Regions from separate parts of the Sus scrofa genome. Here region 2 is linked to region 1. Evidence: chromatin contacts called from public Hi-C data. All regions are on one chromosome and are shown on one strand. Each heading gives the region's core, a stretch centred on a gene start, on an enhancer-like site or on the middle of the called end of the contact. The rest is flanking DNA. Distances are from core to core; before and after follow the strand shown. Region 1 has its middle 27 kb from the start of SERPINA11. Region 2 has its middle 30 kb from the start of SERPINA5.

What was found. A called contact is a pair of places that touch in the nucleus more often than the background predicts.
Region 2: a Hi-C map of embryonic fibroblasts shows a contact between it and region 1, with 2.8 times the contacts expected there. The contact joins two enhancer-like sites. A contact is called at or near these places in 1 of 5 promoter capture datasets (liver) and 13 of 47 Hi-C or Micro-C datasets (adipocytes, brain, embryonic fibroblasts and 7 more).

Annotation. Positions count from the first base shown.
Region 1 is chr7:115,652,499-115,656,797 of Sscrofa11.1, forward strand. No RefSeq gene overlaps it. Among named protein-coding and RNA genes, the nearest start is that of SERPINA11, 27 kb to the right of the region's middle. Within about 2 kb of position 2,538, at least 2 of the 83 cell types and tissues checked have an H3K27ac peak or open chromatin away from gene starts, as enhancers often do. A contact at or near this core is called in embryonic fibroblasts, where this site is marked.
Region 2 is chr7:115,766,839-115,771,137 of Sscrofa11.1, forward strand. No RefSeq gene overlaps it. Among named protein-coding and RNA genes, the nearest start is that of SERPINA5, 30 kb to the right of the region's middle. Within about 2 kb of position 1,778, at least 19 of the 83 cell types and tissues checked have an H3K27ac peak or open chromatin away from gene starts, as enhancers often do. A contact at or near this core is called in embryonic fibroblasts, where this site is marked.

The sequences.
Region 1 (4,299 bases), core at 1,288-3,787:
TCCTCCAGGCGAATCTCAGAGTCTCTGAGTGTATTTTCTAGGAATCTGAACTGAAACATAAGTTATTGGACCCCTCTGAGCTTCTGTTCTTTCACTTGTAAAAGAGAGATGAGGCGTTCCCAGTGGCTCCTTTGGTTAAGGACGCAATGTTGTGTCTGTGAAGATTTGGGTTTGATCCCTGGCCTTGCTCAGTGGGTTAAGGTTCTGGTGTTGCCACAAGCTGCAGGACAGGTTGCAGATGCTGCCGGGATGGATCTGGTGTTGCTGGGGCTGTGGTGTAGGCTAGCAGCTGGACCTCCGATTCAACTCGTAAGCAAGGAACTTCCATATGCTAGAGGTGCAGCTATAAAAAGAAAAAACAAACAAACAAAAAACCCAAACAAAACAAAAAAAGGGAGATGATAATTGAAATTATATCAGAAATTACTGTGAGGATTAAATGAGCTAAGGAACGCAAAGTGCGTGGTAAATTACTTGACACACACTTGGCACTCAAAGGAACTGGTCATTCAGATTGTTCATAAAATGGAAACATTACTATCCCCATTTCATACAGGAGGAAACAGGTGTTGAAAGTTTAAGTAACTTTCCAAAGTCATATAGTAAAGAGAGGACCCAGCAATAAATCTATACACAGTTGTTGTTTTTTTTTTTCCTGCTACCACTTTATGTTGTCTCTTGCTCTTTGGAGCTAATGTATAAATTCTGGTAGAAGTTTTGATTAGAATAAAAAGTTTGTGGAGGAAGTTGGGAAGGGAAGATAGATGGTTGTCTTGGAGGCTTATGGAAAATATGTGACCATCAGCTTCAAAGTGGTGGAAAGAGGACCCAGGGAATAGATCTATGCAAAGGCTTCTATGGGAATAGAATGAAAGGAAGATAAAGCACTGGAGTTAAAAGAAAACACCCCAGACCCCTGCTGGGACTGCCATTCGTAATGCAGAAACAGAAAAGTGGAAGCAATGTACCTCCCAGACATTTCAGTGGTTTCCAGAATTATTTTTACCTACATGCCCAATTCTTAGAACTGGAGGAAAAAAACCATGAGTGGTTTTGCTCCTTACATAATTTGCACAATCTGCAGGCAGTTTTGCTTCTCCTTTTTCCATTTTGGGATAATGGAAATATGATTCTCTTTGTAAAGGATTCTTCTGAGCACCTGGCGGAGAGAGAAGGATAGTAAAATGAAAAGCAAAATGAATAGGAGGAACTTGCTGTAGAATTGCGAACCATCAGAAAATAGCAGATGAGGAGTTCCTGTCGTGGCGCAGTGGTTAACGAATCCGACTAGGAACCATGAGGTTGCGGGTTCAGTCCCTGCCCTTGCTCAGTGGGTTAACGATCCGGCATTGCCGTGAGCTGTGGTGTAGGTTGCAGACGCGGCTCAGGTCCCGCGTTGCTGTGGCTCTGGCGTAGGCCGGTGGCTACAGCTCCGATTCAACCCCTAGCCTGGGAACCTCCATATGCCGCGGGAGCGGCCCAAGAAATAGCAACAACAACAACAACAACAACAAAAAGACAAAAGACAAAAAGACAAAAAAAAAAAAAAAAAAAAGAAAATAGCAGATGAGGAGACAGTATTTAACGTATCAGTGGTGGGGGTTCCCTCGTGGCTCAACGGGTTAAGGATCTGGCATTGTCACTGGTTCAGGTTGCTGCTGTGGCTCTGGTTACAGCTGTGGCACAAATTTGATCCCTGGCTTTCAAGGATGCTGCAGGCACCACCAAAACCTTAATAAATAAATAAAACATCAGCTGTCAACATCCACTCCTCTGGGCATTACTGTCCCCAAGACACTGTGAGCTGAGAGATTACTATTTGTTTGGGGCAGAGCATGAGCCAAGACGGAATGCGCAAAAGCCTCCTGGTCTTTTATCTCTGCCTGCTCTGTCAGGGACCCTACAGACCACTTAAAGAAAGCAGATTTCCCATCGATGGAGCACATGGGTGGAGACATGATTGCTGGTGGGTGACACACTCTAGGGACAGGAGAGGCCTGGCAGCGCAGTGGAGCACAGATGGGCATCCTCCATCCAGAAGAGAACGCAGTTCTCTAGGCTGAGCCAGGGGAACCCAGAGGCTCCTGGAGCTCATGGGATGGGGAATAACAAGGAACTTCTAACTAGCAGCTGTTTTGTGCACCAAGTCGCACTTGTCTACCAAAGTGGCTGGATCATGGCCTTTATTGCTAAAGAACTGGAAGCTTTGGGTAGGAAGAGTAAAAATCCAATTTTAGAACTCTCCACTCAAGGCCACCTTTTGCTGAGGGTAAGTGCTAAACTGTGCCTCATCCTACTTGTGCATCCAAATTTTAAGATTCTCCCTTCCATCTCTGGCCCTGAGTGGAATAAATCATTTTGGGAAATAAAATAATATTTATATGCAAATAACTTGCATCATAGAGCAGGAAAAGCCAAGAGAAAAAAAAAAACAACTGAAAAGTTACTAGACACAATGAACATGTTTAAAATATTCATTAAGATCAGTTAAGATATGAGTCAGTAGGTTACATATTTGTGGTACAATCGGCAGCCAGCACATGGAAGGAAAAGATCATATGCACAAAAGTAAAAAAATGAATCACACACTCATGAATGATATTAGCAAGAAATGTGCAGGAGCTTTAGGAAAAAAGGAGAAGGAAAAAGGGAAACGTGGTTAGGATCACATACAGATGAGAGTAAGAGAAGAAATTCACCTTGTTCTTTAACAGGAAGACTCTACATTTTATAAGATGTAAATTTTCTCTAAGTTGATTTACATATACAATGGAATTCCTATCAACATTCCAGCAGAATTTTTCTTGGACTCTGACAAAAGGATTCTAAAATTCATCTAGAAGACTCATTTTCTTTTTAAAAAAAAATCCCAGAGAAATCTTAAAAAAAAAGAATAATATGAGGAACTTGTCCCACACAGTGAAACTATAGTATTAACACATGAGATACTATGTACAGAAACACTGACAGTTCCCTCCAGCAGAAAGAGACTCAAGAAATAGATTCATGTGCATATAAGAATTTGATTCCCAAAAGATCACACTTCAAATCAACTCTGGCTACCCAGATACAACTTTTTGAGAAGATAATCTGAAAACAATGTTCAATCCCCTATATTCTGTATCTCCTCTGAGTGAGCCATTTTAATTCCGTAGGTATATTTAAAGGATGTGCATCCTGGTATTTTTAAAATTAAGAAACAACTTAGAAGGCTGTTAAAAAGAGAATTGTAAATGAAAAACATGTATGGAAGATTATTCTGTCTTTAAAATAATATGTTATTAAGTTCAAAAAAAGTTTATATCCTACGTATGTGTGGCAGGATCCCATTTTGTGAGTGTGTGTGTGTGTGTTTGTATTTACTTTAGTGATGTATATATTATAAGAAAAGAATATGACAAAAAGCTAATAGGACTAGGTGGTGGGTGACTAAATTTTATTTTTCTTATTACTTTTATGGATCTCATGACGTGCCCGGTGTGATCATGTGTGGCCCATGTAACTAGACATTAACAATAAAGGCAGCTTTCGAAGGTGCGGTTGGAAAGCCCTCGTTGGTACAGTAAGTCTGTCTCATTCACTGGACAACACAGTTGATGACATGATCTCATATGCCCTACTTATCCAGCCACAGGACCTCTATCCTAAGGGAAAGCATTCTCAGGGAGCAGCAATGTCTTGGCCGACAGTGAAAAGTCTGAACCTCCATTTAGTTTCCTATTTGCCTCACTTACCTGAAACCTGAGCTTTGAGTTCAAAGCCCAATTGTTGAGATCATCTTATGTAGTTCAGCCAAAGCGGATATCAAGGCATCTTCTTGACTTTTCTAGAACCACTGCAGGCATCAGTCATTTGAACATTTCTTCTGTGCCTTTTAAAACCAGAAGAGGAAGAACTGTGCTAATATAAAAACCAACTAGAGCTGGATTCCAGTAAGAAACAAAAAAAGTGTTTTTTAGGTCCACAAATATCCATACTTTCTCTTGCTATGTAGCTTATATCTTTCCTTTTGCTTCAAAAGCCAAGAACTTATATCTGAGTTCAGTGTACACATACGGCCAATATAAATGATTGACAACCTCTATTTCTGCATTATTTCATACTTTTAAAAACGGCCTTCTTGTATTTTTAAAAAATCTCAAGTTTTGTTCTTTTATATTTTTTCGTCCCACAAACAGCTTCAAATCCTTTTGGAAGAAAGTTAGATTTGGGAGCCTTCCCCAGGGAGGCCGAGAACAGAATCTGTGACCTTCAGAGCGATGTATAGTCAGCCTGGCTTGTAAGGAGGCACAGTGGTGG
Region 2 (4,299 bases), core at 528-3,027, 110 kb after region 1:
GAGTTTTAGTTTTTAAACTGCTGGCTGATTGTAATGATTCCACCAGGTCAGAGCAGAACTACATCTGCTGAGGAGTCCATCTTCTAGACTTGTGTTCAGCCGCAACTAACACAAAACTTGACTGAGCAACAGCTTAAATATTTTCAAGGGACTAAACGGGGACTTATGGTTTGGCGTGATGATGGGAAGGGGGGTGCAAAGCTCTTTCCGTGGGAGTCCCAAGGACTTCCCTGAAGAGCTTGCATTTGGGCAGAGACCTGCAGGACAAGAAGGACCCACCTTGGAAGAGCTGCCTCAACAGGGAAAATAGGATGTTCAAAAGTCCTGAGGTATGATAAAGCTTATGGTGTTGGGGGAACAACAAGAAGGGTAGAAAGTCTGGACTGGAAGCAGTGAAGGGGAGGGTGGTGGGAGATGAGGCAGGAAAGTAGGTAGAGGTCCAGCTATCTGATGCCTTCTGGACATCAGAAAGACTCCAGGTACCATCTTACGTGAAATAAGAGGCCTGCGGACATTGGAGAGACAGAGCCTCCTCCTTGATCCTTTACCTTGGGAAATATATCCAACGGTGATGCAGGGAGCATCATCAGTAGTGTTCACAGGTGAGCAACTGCATCTGGGATGAGGGATGGGACATGGCCAGGCTGAGCAGTGGTGAAGATTGAAGTCAGAATTAGTGTCCAGCTTCAAATCCTCCACAGAGGAAGGTCAGCATGGAGGCAGCACCCGTGGAGACGGTGCACCTGTACAGAACAACCTGAGCAAAATCGAGATACAGTTGCCCAGCACCTCCTCAAAGGCAGAGTTTGTTGGAGGAGTAATTCTGGTGAGCCTTTTCCATCCTGTAACCAGTAAATGAAACCAGAAAACCCATCAACACCTGCTGATCTTCAGACACATTATCCATGCTGTCTCGGGTGCTCTAAATGCATCCTGGTGTTTGTTTATCTGTGTTACAGTGAATTGATTCAGAAGACTTAGGACTTATAAGAAAATCCTCTCGGGATTTCCCGCTGTAGTTCAGAGGAAACGAATCTGACTAGTATCCACGAGGATTCAGGTTCTATCCCTGGCCTCGCTCAGTGGGTTAAGGATCTGGTCTTGCCATGAGCTGTGGTGTAGGTCGCAGACACAGCTCAGATCCCTCTTTGCTGTGGCCGTGGCTGTATCTCTGATTTGACCCTTAGCCTGAGAACTTCCATATGCCACAAGTGTGGCCCTAAAACAAAAAACCAAAAAAACCAAAAACCAAAAAAAATAAAAACCACCTCTTTAATGGAATCTTTTCTTCCCAGTCTTCTGATCGTCTATTCTAGAGTCAGCAAAAAGGCTGAACCTCTGACTACCTGGTTCTGCACCCATAGCAGACGTGACTGGGCGATCCTAGGACTCACCTACAGAGCCCAGCCCTTCTCACCCCCAGTGCTCTGGCAGCTATACACATCTGATCGGGAGGAGTGCCAAAGGCAGTAGAGTTATTGCCCATCTTCAGACGTGGAGGGGCTGATTCAATCCAGTTCAGCCAATTTTTCCTGAGCACATCTGCCAAACTCAGAGAAAGAAAAAGAGATGAGATCCTTTGCCCCCCAGCGTAGGTACTTATAAATCTTCATCTCAATGAGTTTTGGTCCCATCACCACATCCTATAACTAGGGCGGGAGGCCATCCTGCGTTGAAGCTATCCCTCTCTGTCCTCAGGTTACTATCTATAAAGCGCAGCGCAGTGGCTCTTCCAAGGCTGGATCATTCCTGGCACGGCAGGCTGTCCTGCGCACCAGCAGTGGCCCTGGTCTCTGTCCGCTAGATGGCAGTAGCTGTCCCTTCCTCAACCGTGACAATCCAATGTCTCCCGCTGTCACCAAAAGTTCCCTAGGGGGGAAAATCCACCCCCTCCCAGTTGAGAATTGAGGCACTAAAGCCTCTTTCAGCACCAACACTGATTCTCAGAGTGTCTCAGGACGCAGAGAACTCAGCAGCCACAGAAGGAAGCCCGGGCAGTGTTTCTGCGCCATCTGCTGGCAACTCCGAGCCTTGTCCCCGCCGAGCCTGATGAACTTGGCCTGCAAATCAGCCCGGTGCTAACAGCCCAGGAGCTGGATGTACAGAGGCTCAGAGGGGGATGCGGGTAGGAAAAGAAAATGGAGAATGTACGAGCTGTGTGTGCTTTATGTAGTAGTCACAAGTTACGGCAGAAATCAAGGCTGATGGGGTCCTTGGTGAAGAGCTGCCTGCTTCTCTACCCGTACGTTTCTCAGTGGAGGCAATTTTGCCTCCCAGGGGACGTTTGGCAATGTCTGGAGAGGTTTTTGGTCCTCACGACTGCATGCGGGGGGGATGCGACTGCCACCTAGTGGGTGGAGACCACGGATGCTGCTCAACATCTTCAGCGCACGGGACAGCCCCACCCCGCAGCGAAAGAGGATCCAGCCCCCAATACCAGCAAGCACATATTTACCTAAAGATTTCTGCAGACCCAGCTCTGGGCTGAGTGGACAAGCAACTTGGTCCCTGGGTCCTTGGTCACTGGCGTTTCTGAGAAATGCAGAATCTGGGCTGGATGTGCATTGGCTCTGCCCGTTCTCACTGGGTGAGCTAGGAAAAGTAGCTGATCTCTTGGAAACCTTAATTTCCTTATCTGTAAAATGGGCATAATGCCGGCCGTACTAAGCTTATAGTCAGTAGATGGGCTTATTTGGGGGAAGTGAGGAGAGGGAGGGGCTGGGCATCCACACTGTCAGCTCAGAACTGGAACTGTCCTTGGGGGCAATCAGTCCTGCTGCCAGGAGGGGGCGAACGTCTCTGCCCCGGAGGTGACTCAGCTTCTCCCTGCCTTTGCCATCTCTGTTCCCTTCCCTGCCTCCCCCAGTGCAGCCTTGGAGCCCCTGGCCTCACCCCCTACACTAATGCACGGAGTGCTTAGAGCTCCCAAGTTCAAGGCCCGCCAGGAGAGAAATAGCATTCGGTTCTGGAACGTTCTTCCTGGAGAACAGTGGCCTTTGCCTGGCCCTCTCTCCATGCTGGCTCTGCGAGACTCACGTCACGTGAGCTGCGAGGCTCCCTCTGGAACAAACGTGCTTCTTGGAGGCTGGGGAGGGGGGCTGGGCGTCTGTCAGCCACCACCGCCTGGTTGGCGGTAGATTACAGGCCTGTGTGTGCAAACCAGTGACCAGCCACGTGCGTCTGCCTGACTCTGAGTGCGGGCGGGCACCACACCTCATCAGACCTTAATTAAAAGCCTCAGTCTGAGGTCTGGTTGCCTCCCTCTGATTTCTTCCTGCTGGTTTCCTGTGGGAAGAAAACCCAGGGGTCTGTTCTTACCGAGTTGTAAGTTTTGCTTCTTCTCTCCTCTACGTGTGTGTGTGTGTGTGTGTGTGCATGAGCTCACCCATGTCACATAGATTCTAATAATATAATATAATATAATATAAGTAAATCATCCATGTCTATAGTCCAAGATGGACATTCTAGAGCACAGATAAGCCTCTACGGAACCAACTAAGACAATGAGAGTGACACATCCGGAGGAAGGGATGGGACTGAAAGCCTGAAATGTCTAGGTCTAAATACAGATTGAAATAAAGCCCCCCCTCCCTGCTCCAGAGGCACAGGGTCAGGCGGCTTTGATCAGTCTGCCACTTTGGGAGTGGCTACGAGGTTGTCCCGCCCCTCTTCCTTGGGGCACAGCCTCAGCCCTCTGATGGCCCAGCCAGCGATTCCCAAACCCTGTTGGCATCGCATTGCCCTGAAGACGGGGTTGAACACCCAGATCTCCAGGCCTACCCAGTAAGCTGAGTCAGCACCTGTGGCGTGGGGTCTGGAATCCCCGGGTGATCCTGTAGGGTCAGCATGAGCCTGTCTGGGCAACGGGACGTGGCCGTGTTGGCCTGGCATGGATTGGAAGGAGCACTCACAGCTTACATGAAGGCAGAGCTGCTCAGGGGAAAAGAACTGGGCCCTGCAGCGAGGCCGACAAGCTACGGCTATCCAGACTCAGCCCCTGCTGTATGCCTTTCTCCACGCCCTCAGCTCCCTGCTTGGGCATCTCAACCCAGAGAGGGCTGTCCTTGCTCCTCCCCTCCCCCTCCCTCAAGGCTGAGCCTGGGCCCTTGGCACCTGTTTCCTGAGGCCAGGGCCTCCCATCACCCCCTCTGTTTCCCAGGCACCAGGCTGCCTGCTTCCTGCTGGGCTGCCTCCTCCAGCTGCACTCCCAGCTGGGGCTTCTGGGTCTCCACTCACCAAGCTGGGAGGTCCCACATGCTCCCTGGGGGGCCCTGAAGTCACACTGGCTGCCTTGGCTAA